Regions from separate parts of the Mus musculus genome. Here regions 1 and 2 are each linked to region 3. Evidence: chromatin contacts called from public Hi-C and HiChIP or PLAC-seq data. All regions are on one chromosome and are shown on one strand. Each heading gives the region's core, a stretch centred on a gene start, on an enhancer-like site or on the middle of the called end of the contact. The rest is flanking DNA. Distances are from core to core; before and after follow the strand shown. Region 1 has its middle 20 kb from the start of Xkr6. Region 2 overlaps Xkr6 (X-linked Kx blood group related 6). Region 3 has its middle 39 kb from the start of Prss55.

Region 1 (3,331 bases), core at 274-2,773, 460 kb after region 3:
TGGGGAGACACAACACATGTGTAGAGACTGAGTTACAGACAGTTGTGGACTTCCATATAGGTGCTGGGAATTGAACCTGGGTCCTGTGGAAGAACAGCCACAGTTCTTAACCACCGAGTCATGTCTCCAGCCCAGGTCCAAGCTCTCTTGACACATCACTTTGATGTCCATTCTTCCGTATCCCATAGCATAGCACACACCACTGCCCTTGCCATTCTATATAGTCCAATGTGACACCTGTCTTCCTTGGAGATTGCTCTATCAACAGGTCTTCATTACTTCCTCCATATAGTGCTCCAGTTGTACCTCTCTTTTCCCCTCTGCATGGTGGGAGTAAGAGTCCTCCCTCTGGTAACACTTGCTCCTGTCACACTCTGTGGTGATTTGAAATTCCCTATAGGTTCTGGCATCTAAATAATGAATTCCCAGTTGGTGGCTCTGTTTGGGTAGTTTGGGAGGTGCCACTTTAGTGGAGAAATATGCTCTCTCACCCTTCTATTGGCTGACTGGGATGACAGGAGAAAGAGGCTGGGGTTGGGGGAGGCACGCGTGCGTGTGTGTGTGTGTGTGTGTGTGTGTGTGTGTGTGCGCGCGTGTGCGTGCGCGGGCATGTGTATACAAGTACAAATTTGTGGTTGTTCATATGTGTGCACCTGCATAAGGAAGTCAGAGGTCAATCTCCAATGTCATTCTTTAGATGATCATCAACCCTAACTTTTTGAAATAAGGTCTCTCTCTGGCCTGAGATTTGCCAACTAGGATAGGATAGACTGGCTGGCTGGTGAATGAGTCCCAAGGATCCTGTTTCTGGCTCTGCAGCATGGGCATTGTAAGCTGAAGCACCACACTCAGCTTTTTTACAGAAGTTTTGGAGATCAAACTCACTCACACCGGCTTGCTTACACAGGCAGGATTCTACAGACCCAGCCATTCCTCCCTCCCCCCACCCTCTTGTTATTACTATTAAGATCATTTTCTGCCCCTCAGTTTCTCAACATATGCTCTGTACACGGTTCTTTGTCTTAAGCTACTATGCCAAGACCATATTACATCTGTATGCTGTCCTTTGCTGTAATAACTTTTACTACATTTACTATTCATTTCTTTGGAGGAGATGTGTGTGGAGATCAGAGGACCACTTGTGGGACTCAGTTCTCCCTGTCCTGGGAGTCCTGGGGCTCACTGAGCCCTATTATTCTTAGGATGTCCACTTCCTTCAGTTTTCCAACAGGCTTTAACTTGCTTGCAAGCTCTTCAATTGCTTGCCATCAGGTAAGCTCAGAAGCGGGTAATGGAGCACACCGTGCCACAGCAGGGCACCACATGTTGACCAGGGGCTTGCAAGAATAAGAATCCAGAAATACTGCTCTGTACTTGGGTCCTTTCTCAGCAGCCATTTTGCTTTAGAGGCAACGGGGGAGCCCCAGAAGAAAAACACCGCAGGCAACAGCCAGCCTCCCACCCCCGCGGTTTCTCCAGTCCTGCCTAGCAAGTCACAGTAATGTTTGCGATCGGCAAAGCAGCCTCTTTGCAGAGAGCTCGGAGTGCGCCGAGCCTTCCCTCATTAATGCATGCCGACTCCTGCGGAGGAGGTGGGTGGCAGGCAATTTCAAATCCTTTTCTTCTCCACCTACCAAAGAGATTTAGCTCTCAATAGCTCACACGAATGAGTGAACCATTTCGGTTATAAGACTATGATTTGCTCATCACCCCCCATTAACACCATTAAAGCAACCTTTGTCCTTTTAAAAATCTGTGCAGCCAAGTGCGCACAGCTAGAAAAGGGAGCATAAAGACTGCCCGGGACAGTCTGCGGGTGAGACTGGGGGTTAGACAGGAGCTCCTTTGTCTGGCTTTGGAAAATTCCCCTAGGACAAATAGGATTAAAGAGGACCCTTTCCCTTCTCCTCAGCCTTCTAAATCTCGCCCCCGTTTACAACCTTCTTGCCCCGCCACACAAGCTTCCTGACCTCTGCCCTGGTGTCATGGCAGATGCCCGCAGAACCCTGTGTCTCCGTGTCTTCCACCCCAAAAGGGCACAGATTGATGATAACAATTGTTAGAGGGTGAGTGAACAAGCCAGAAGCCAAAGCTACAGGGTTGGGATGATGAGCGCTTGCTGAGTGTGACTGCGACCCTGGGGGTGGGGGTGGGGGGCATCCCTTTGCACCATAAAAGAAACAAAACCCCCAAAATCAAGTTACCAAACTTGAAATGTAACTGGAGTTTTTATGGCAAAATCCTGAGCTCTGGGAATCCTGAATCGCTAGGCTTGACCACTGGTGCCTAGAATGCGGATTGTAGTGACAAGTGGCCATGAAAGCAGAGGGGACACTGAACAAAGAAAGAAGTCCAGTGACCCCCGAGTCTGTCTTGGGGTACTAGTGTGGGGTTTAGGTTTAGACCAAGGAGAGCTGGAACAGAGCTAGAGATGCCCACCATTAGCAATCCTGGGCATAGTGTGGTGGATCTGGTTGATGCTGTCTCAGTTCTGGTTCTGCAAGAAGATCTAAGTAAGCCCTTAATACCGTCAACATTTGTCGGGATCAATCTGGTTTTCAGGAGGCAGTCACTACAGGGTGCATCCTCACCACTATGGATGATGGAGTCCGTCTTTCCTGAGAGGTTCTGCTATCCCCTTGGACTTCAGGTTTAGGGACAGCAGCTTTCCTACCCTGAGTTAGCCCTGTGTGTCAGCCTTGAAGGGGAATGAGATGGGCTGGGCAGACACTGCTTATGTGCAGAGGTTAGCAGGTACCTCCAAAGTAAGGGACACACACAGAATGAAGTCAGAAATGTCCAGTTCTCCTCTTGTTTTTAGTTATCTTTTGGATCACCCTTCCTCCCCCCATCCCACCCCCTTTTTTTCTTTCTTAGAGGAAAAAAAAACCCCAAAAAACTTCTAAGCGCTCGCTTCAGGAGCATGCTTAGCTCCTCCATCTCTGCGTCCACGCTGGTCTTCCAGAGTCACTGCCACAATAACCCAATACAGCCACCCTTAGGGCAGCACCACCAGTTGCTGACCTGCTTTGAATCCTCTATCACATTCTTCTGGGGCTCCCCTCTGCTGTGTAACTTGCTGATGAACAGTGGCAAGTTCCACCAGTGAGAGAATAGAAAGGAAGGCAGGTGCTAGCATGTATAAAGCACTTGCTATGTGCTGGGCGCCCTACCCTGGTAAGCATCACACATGAACCCTGATAATCATTTGATTGGCACAGTGGCTTATAAAGAAGATGCTAATGTCCACCCTTGGTGTTTCCCTCACTCAAAGCCAGGAACTCAAACCACACTTTAGGACGATGCCACACCTGATTCATCTTGCTTCTGT
Region 2 (3,082 bases), core at 166-2,665, 410 kb after region 3:
GGAGAGAGTGCAAATGGAGTGAGGGGGCAAAGGCTGTGTTTTAAGGCGGTTATCAAAAGCTTAAGTGCATTTAGGTATCAGAACTAGAGTGCTGCCAGTTATGTTTGAAACGAGCTGGAAGCCCACTTTGACAGACTTGGAGCCATGGTGACAATTTTGCACAGGGCACATCTTTGAGAGGGGCAAGTTTTAGATATTCGGGGACAGTACATCACACTTCACAGATAGTACTGTCTGTGCTAGACAACCTTTTATACCAAAGCTCTTTGAATTCACCCTCCATATCTTATTTCCCCACCTCCAATATAAAAACACAAGTTATTTACCTAGGGAAATGATCATGAATACACACGATGCTATTACCACAAAGTGTCTATTACAGTGTTATTTATAACAGCAAAAATTAGAAAGGGCCTAAATGACCGATAATAAGCCAGCAAATTATACTATAGTACAAACACAATAAAATACTATACTCCATAAAATTTTGTTGTAGAATGTGATTTAATGATATAAAAAGGTATTTATTTCTATTATACTGTTAAAAGAAAAGGGGCTTTCATCCTTTTTGTTAAAAATACAGAATACATGTTAACATATAACACAAAAAGTACAAAATTATTAACAAGGAATTATTTTAGTTTAAAAACAAAAAATATGAGAACAAGGAAACTTTTATTAAGTCCTAATATAGAGCCATACATAAAATGACTGAAAACTTTTATTAAATCTGTATGTACTTCCATTTAAAACACTCTCAAACCAACGGGGTCTTTCAAGTGGATGAAAACAGGGTGATTGCAATTGATAATTAAGTTTCTAATTCTTGGGGTTTACAAAGTGTCTAATTTTATTGTAAAATTCTATATTCTATATTGTAACATTCTATATTCTTTAGGCAAAATACACAAAACAAATAATGTATTTCTCTGAGTCAGAAGCACTTTTTAGGCTGCAGTATGTGGAACAGTTCATAGAACGTGAACTTAGGATGAGATTTTCAATAATACACTAGTACACACTCAGCTGCTTGTCACATCCCAGAGAACCCTGAGGCCGTATTAGTGACTAATCAATTCTATTCTCTTGGCCCTCTTGACAAAGCTGTTAATTTAAAATAAAAGTAAACTCTTATGTCTGTGATAAGATAAAAATCTTTACCTCTCTGAATAAAATTTTTTTTCTCAAATATTAAAAAACTAGGTAACAAAATTCAACACTCACATCATTTCTGACACACTCAACAACAAGAATCTTGTGGACACCAACACCCCAGCAAATAGGAACAAATGCCAGTCACAGGCCATAGCCTAGGGACCCTGCACCAGGCTGCAGAGGACTCTGTGCAGAGGTCAGACAGTGGTAAGTCAGCCAGCTCAGAACAGCCCAACAGAACAGTGCTCACAGGGACACACAGTCAGGGTGTGGAGCCCACTCCACTGAGGTTGGAAGCCCAGGAATGCAGGGCTAGGTCTCCCAGATGCTGTCTGACAGACAGGGAAACAAAGGTTCTCCCTTTTAGAGCAACCCCCCCCCCCCGCCCCCCAGGAGACAAAGAAGTGATTAAGCTAAGCAGGAATTCAGCTAAGACAATGAATTCCAATGAAGCCTGGTGGATTTCAGTGAGTTAAGGCCAGCCTGGTCTACATAATGAGTTCCAGACCATCCAGGACAGCAGAGTAAAAGCCCAAAACAAGAATTACAAAAGGGAAATGAACTAGAAGGAACAGGTGAGGTATACATGGAAAAGGAAAGCAGAAAATTTCAGTGAGGAAGCGATGTGTGCTACACACACACACACACACACACACACACACACACACGCATAAGCACATGCACTCGCACAACACACACCATTCCTTCCCCGGGGGAAGAACACATTGTACATTAAAATGAGCATCAAAAATACTAAGTCTGATCCCACCAGTTGTTAAGAAAGAAAAGACACTATAAGAGCAAATAAATACCTTCATAGCAAAGCCACCAAAAATACACAACTTAAAAAAAAATCATCTTAGAGAGATGATGACAAAAAGGAAAATGAAGATACAGGAAGAAGATGAGGGAGATGGAAGAGATGGGTATGTTGGATCCAAAACAGGCAAACGGAGCCTCACGGAATGCCAGAGTACAGAAGAGATGCACCAAGAGCAGGCAGGCAGGGGAAGAGACCACCCAAAAAAAGGAGAGACGACAGGCCAATCAAGCAGAGGAACTGGGGGGAAACAACCCTGTGCACTCTGCTCTTGGCCTTACTCCTGTACCATCTCAGACAAGAAAGCCACGGACTCTTTCGTTTGTTTTGTTTTTTGGTTTTTTGGTTTTGGTTTTGGTTTTACGAGACAAGGTTTCTCTGTATAGCCCTGGCTGTCCTGGAACTCACTCTGTAGACCAGGCTGGCTTGCCTCTGCCTCCCGAGTGCTGGGACTAAAGGTATGCGCCACCACGCCCAGCTCTTTTGTTTGTTTTTATGGCAGCCTTCAGCAAAAGTGGGAAGCAAGTCTCATACTGCTGAAAAACAAAATAATGCTAATGGTTTGGTGATTCCTTAAAACTTTTAAGGAATTTGCCACATGACCCTATCCTGGGTGTTCCCCTAGAAGAAAGAAAGAAAGTGTCTACACAGACTTGTTCCCAAATGTTGAGAGCCCATCCATTCGTAACTCTATCAACAGATGAGTGGACAAATCTGTGTTTTCATACAATGCAGCACTTTTGAGCAATAAAAAGAATGCACTAATAATCCCACAAAACATGAATACATTTGAAAATAACTGTGCTAAGTCAAATAAACCCAACCAAAAGATGGGAGTAAAATACTACTATAAAACCCTGGCCGGGCGTGGTGGTGTACACCTTTAATCCCAGCCCTCGGGAGGCAGAGGCAGGCCAGCCTGGTCTACAGAGTGAGTTCCAGGACAGCCAGGACTATACAGAGAAACCCTGTCTTGAAAAAACAAAAAACAAAAAACTCTGGATGGGGCACCTCAGAGAGAAAGCACAGCAATGGTTGCCTGAACACAAAGGATGGCTAGCAGACACTCTGAAAGTGGGAGAGGTATATCCTTTGGAATTGACAGTT
Region 3 (3,311 bases), core at 101-2,600:
TTTCAGAAATTATGATACACAGAGGATAGTGTGATTTTCTTCACAAAAATCCACATTTCTGATTTCCCCCAGGCAGATGAAAGGTGGGTGGTCTCAGACTCAGGGCTCAGAGATTTCCAGGACAAGACCTGACCAAGAAGCTGTAATATCTGATGTTGCCAGCAGGGGGCGAGGGAGATACACCACCTGTAAATGAAGCACTAACCTAGCTGCTGGTGTTTTGTTTTGTTTTTGTGGGTTTTTGTTTGTTTTGCTTTTTGTGTTTTTGTCTGTTTTGCTTTGTTTTGTTTTGTTTTTCAGGGTAATAGAACAGCTGGGAGGCTTCTCCTGTACCCATAAGCCCTGATGATGGGTGCTACCCGAAGAAGCAGAAAAGAGCTTGAGACCCAAACTTTGAGAGGGGCTGCCCCAGACCTCTTGAGGTCTCTCTCACTCTCCTGGTGGATGAGACAAAATAAAACACAGATTGCCTGATTACTCTTGCATTTCAGTGTAGCATTTAAGTGTTTGAGCTAAACATTACATGACTATATCTGTTTTGTTTCATTTATTTGAGATCAGCTCAGTATTAGCCGAGGATGACCCTGACCCTCTGGTCTGCACCTCCAGTACTCTGGTGTTTGCCACCATATCATAGGGATAAGACATTTTTAAAGCTCTTATTCACTGATTTAAATATTCAAATTTAATTAGGTGTCTAATAGTTTAATTTGTTGCATCAGCACCACCCACCTTCCTTAGTGCCCAAGAGTATTCTAGGCTAGTGCAGACCCAAAACAAATTGCTCCCACTTCCTGCTAGACCTTGTTCCCCAATCCCTGGGTAGAAGCTGTCATATTGAGTCTAAACCATTCACTTCAGAAAACGGTTCAGGAACTACAGATGGCACCGTTCCTCCCAACCACCAGCCTAATGTCCATTAAGAGCAGTCCCTGAAGCGTTTTTCTTTTCCCTGCCTTCCTTGACTTTCTCCATAGCACCAGCCTATGCTTCACCGTCATGGACCAGAGATTTCAGTTCCCGTGGGACATCGCAGTGAGGGCAGAGACCCAGCAGTGCCACACGTGCCTCCTGAGGTCACCAGGACTAGAGTCTGTTCTTCTTTATTCTCTCCTTTAACAACCCTGAAGAGAGCAGGGTCAGCCAAATGTTGCCCTAGTGGACCAGTTTGTCCGGGCTCTGGGATGGGCCTGAGGGGCCGATTGTGTGGCGGGACACCTGGCATCCACCACCCAGGCGACAGCCTCAGTGGTGGCCATGCTTTCCTGTGCAGCCACCACAGTGTGTGGAATGCTGATAAGGGAACAATGTAGCAGAGGAAAAGTGGCAGCACTTGGACAATGAGCAGCGGGCGGCAGCAGGGGCTCTCCCAGGCTGTGGCTCAAGGACTGAGTCCCAGAATCAGAGCCGACTACCCTGTGTGGGACAATGAGCTGAGCGGCTGGCGGCGGGGCGGGCGGCGGCGGCGGGGGCGGTGGGGGGCTCTCCCAGGCTGTCGCTCAAGAATCAACAGAGACTACTCTCTGGGTATTGTAAGCTCTATTCCCCAGGGGAGCTGCTCCATCCAGGAGCTTCCCCTGCCAGTCAGCCTACAAGCCTCTTTTCTTTTCACCGTGGAGCAGACAGAGCTACGAATCCAAGAAGGGCTCTTGCAACCGTCCCATGCTGGATGGCAAGAGCTTCCAGGAGAGCCCAGAGCAAGCTTCTCCAGTTCTTTCCCGTGTTCCCCAGTAGTTAGGGCATGAACTGAAGACAAGAATCAGCACAGAGCGTTCAGTTATAACTTTGAACATAAATGGGCTAAATTCCCAACCAAAAGACACAGACTAGGGCCACTGAGATAGCTCAGTAGGTAAAAGCACTTGTGCCAGCTTGACTACCTGCATTCAAAAGACAGTGGTGGAAGGAATTGACCAACTCCTGAGTATTCTTCTCTGGATTCCAGACCCAGGCATTGTCACATGCATGAACACACACATATGCACATGCACAGAATTATTTTAAAAATATAAGCAAGTAAGATGGATTTGAGAAACAAAAACCATATATTTGGTTTTGTTTGTTTGTTTGTTTGTTTGTTTTGTGAGACAGGGTTTCTCTGTGTAGCCCTGGCTGTCCTGGAACTCACTCTGTAGACCAGGCTAGCCTCAAACTCAGAAATTCGCCTGCCTCTGCCTCCCGAGTGCTGGGATTAAAGGTGTGCACCACCTCGCCCAGCCCCAACCATATATTTGTTATCTTCAAAAAACATATGACACCATCAAAGTCAAATTCAGCCATAAAAAAGGCTTTTCACCCCACTCTGGAAGTTAGACTGAAACAAATAAGATCTTAGGTAGGCCTGATAGTCACTTAGACAGGCTAGCCCTTGGGGGCTTTAGGGAAACCACACACCCTGAGACTTGTGCCCAATAAGACACCAAGCTGCCTCATGGTTAAATGATGCACACATATCACCCCATTTGTTTCCCGGAGGTTTAGCTACCTTGCAGCCAAGACATACTTTTTATAACAGGAGAACTGTCGTTGGCAGTGCACAGAACACAAGGGTGGTGGATATAAAATCACTCCCTGTGGGATACAGCCACTGTAGACCCAGTCCCTGGTGCAGGAGAAGCCTTGTATGTCTGCTGTCCCTTCCTGGTCACAGCTCAGAGCATGGTTTACGACCTGCCTGGCCCTTCATTGGTGAGCCTGCCTTCTGTGGATCAGGGCTTAGAGCAGTTTGCAAAAGGTGAACAGCATTCTAATGAAGAAGTAAAAGTAAAGAAGAGAGTGACGGAAGCAGCAAAGGAAGGCACAACGGAGCCAGGGATGTTGTGTGCTGAGGTTCTGTGTGCACCGTGAGGTCTGGTGCCCAGGACCCATACCAAGAGGAAAGCACCAGCTGCCACAGGGTCTGAGGCTGCAGCTGGAGGGTCTCAGTGTCCACAGCCAGCAGTTCCAGGCCTGGCTTTCACTGCAAAACCAGAGTATAGATAGAGGCCTGTCAGCAGATGCCAAGAAGGACCACTGAACCTGGTTCAAGGACACAGCCTTGTGTATCTGGGCCTCAGGAAGGACAGGTTTTAGCGTGTTAGAGAGATGGGAGGTTTGTGCCCCTACAACTCTCAGCCTACCCTGATTCTGTTGGCTCCTGGTGAGGTGCCAGGGAGCAAGGAGTGGGAAGTGTTCCTCTGGGGACATATAGGAGGTCTCAGTGTGTGGCCTTAGTTCCCTGTGCTTCTATGCCATGCTATGAAGTATGGTGGAATGCTACCCTCTTGTAGGAGACAAGCAAGATGTCAGAAGGCCACTTTCTTCCCTCTATC

What was found. A called contact is a pair of places that touch in the nucleus more often than the background predicts. HiChIP or PLAC-seq counts read pairs in DNA pulled down with a chosen protein or histone mark.
Region 1: a contact with region 3 is called in a Hi-C map of stem cell-derived motor neurons, with 4 times the contacts expected there. The contact joins two enhancer-like sites. A contact is called at or near these places in 1 of 39 promoter capture datasets (hippocampal neurons), 1 of 484 Hi-C or Micro-C datasets (stem cell-derived motor neurons) and 1 of 115 datasets of contacts at active chromatin or transcription factors (embryonic stem cells).
Region 2: a contact with region 3 is called in an H3K27ac HiChIP or PLAC-seq map of extraembryonic endoderm stem cells. The contact joins two enhancer-like sites. A contact is called at or near these places in 1 of 115 datasets of contacts at active chromatin or transcription factors (extraembryonic endoderm stem cells) and 1 of 9 other capture datasets (embryonic stem cells).

The regions. Positions count from the first base shown.
Region 1 is chr14:63,584,708-63,588,038 of GRCm38.p6, reverse strand. No RefSeq gene overlaps it. Among named protein-coding and RNA genes, the nearest start is that of Xkr6, 20 kb to the left of the region's middle. RefSeq lists an enhancer at 502-2,710. Within about 2 kb of position 1,523, at least 74 of the 459 cell types and tissues checked have an H3K27ac peak or open chromatin away from gene starts, as enhancers often do. A contact at or near this core is called in stem cell-derived motor neurons, where this site is marked.
Region 2 is chr14:63,636,889-63,639,970 of GRCm38.p6, reverse strand. All of the region lies in intron 1 of Xkr6 (X-linked Kx blood group related 6), which reads right to left. Among named protein-coding and RNA genes, the nearest start is that of Gm38524, 11 kb to the left of the region's middle. Within about 2 kb of position 1,415, at least 26 of the 459 cell types and tissues checked have an H3K27ac peak or open chromatin away from gene starts, as enhancers often do. A contact at or near this core is called in extraembryonic endoderm stem cells, where this site is marked.
Region 3 is chr14:64,044,475-64,047,785 of GRCm38.p6, reverse strand. No RefSeq gene overlaps it. Among named protein-coding and RNA genes, the nearest start is that of Prss55, 39 kb to the left of the region's middle. Within about 2 kb of position 1,350, at least 26 of the 459 cell types and tissues checked have an H3K27ac peak or open chromatin away from gene starts, as enhancers often do. A contact at or near this core is called in extraembryonic endoderm stem cells and stem cell-derived motor neurons, where this site is marked.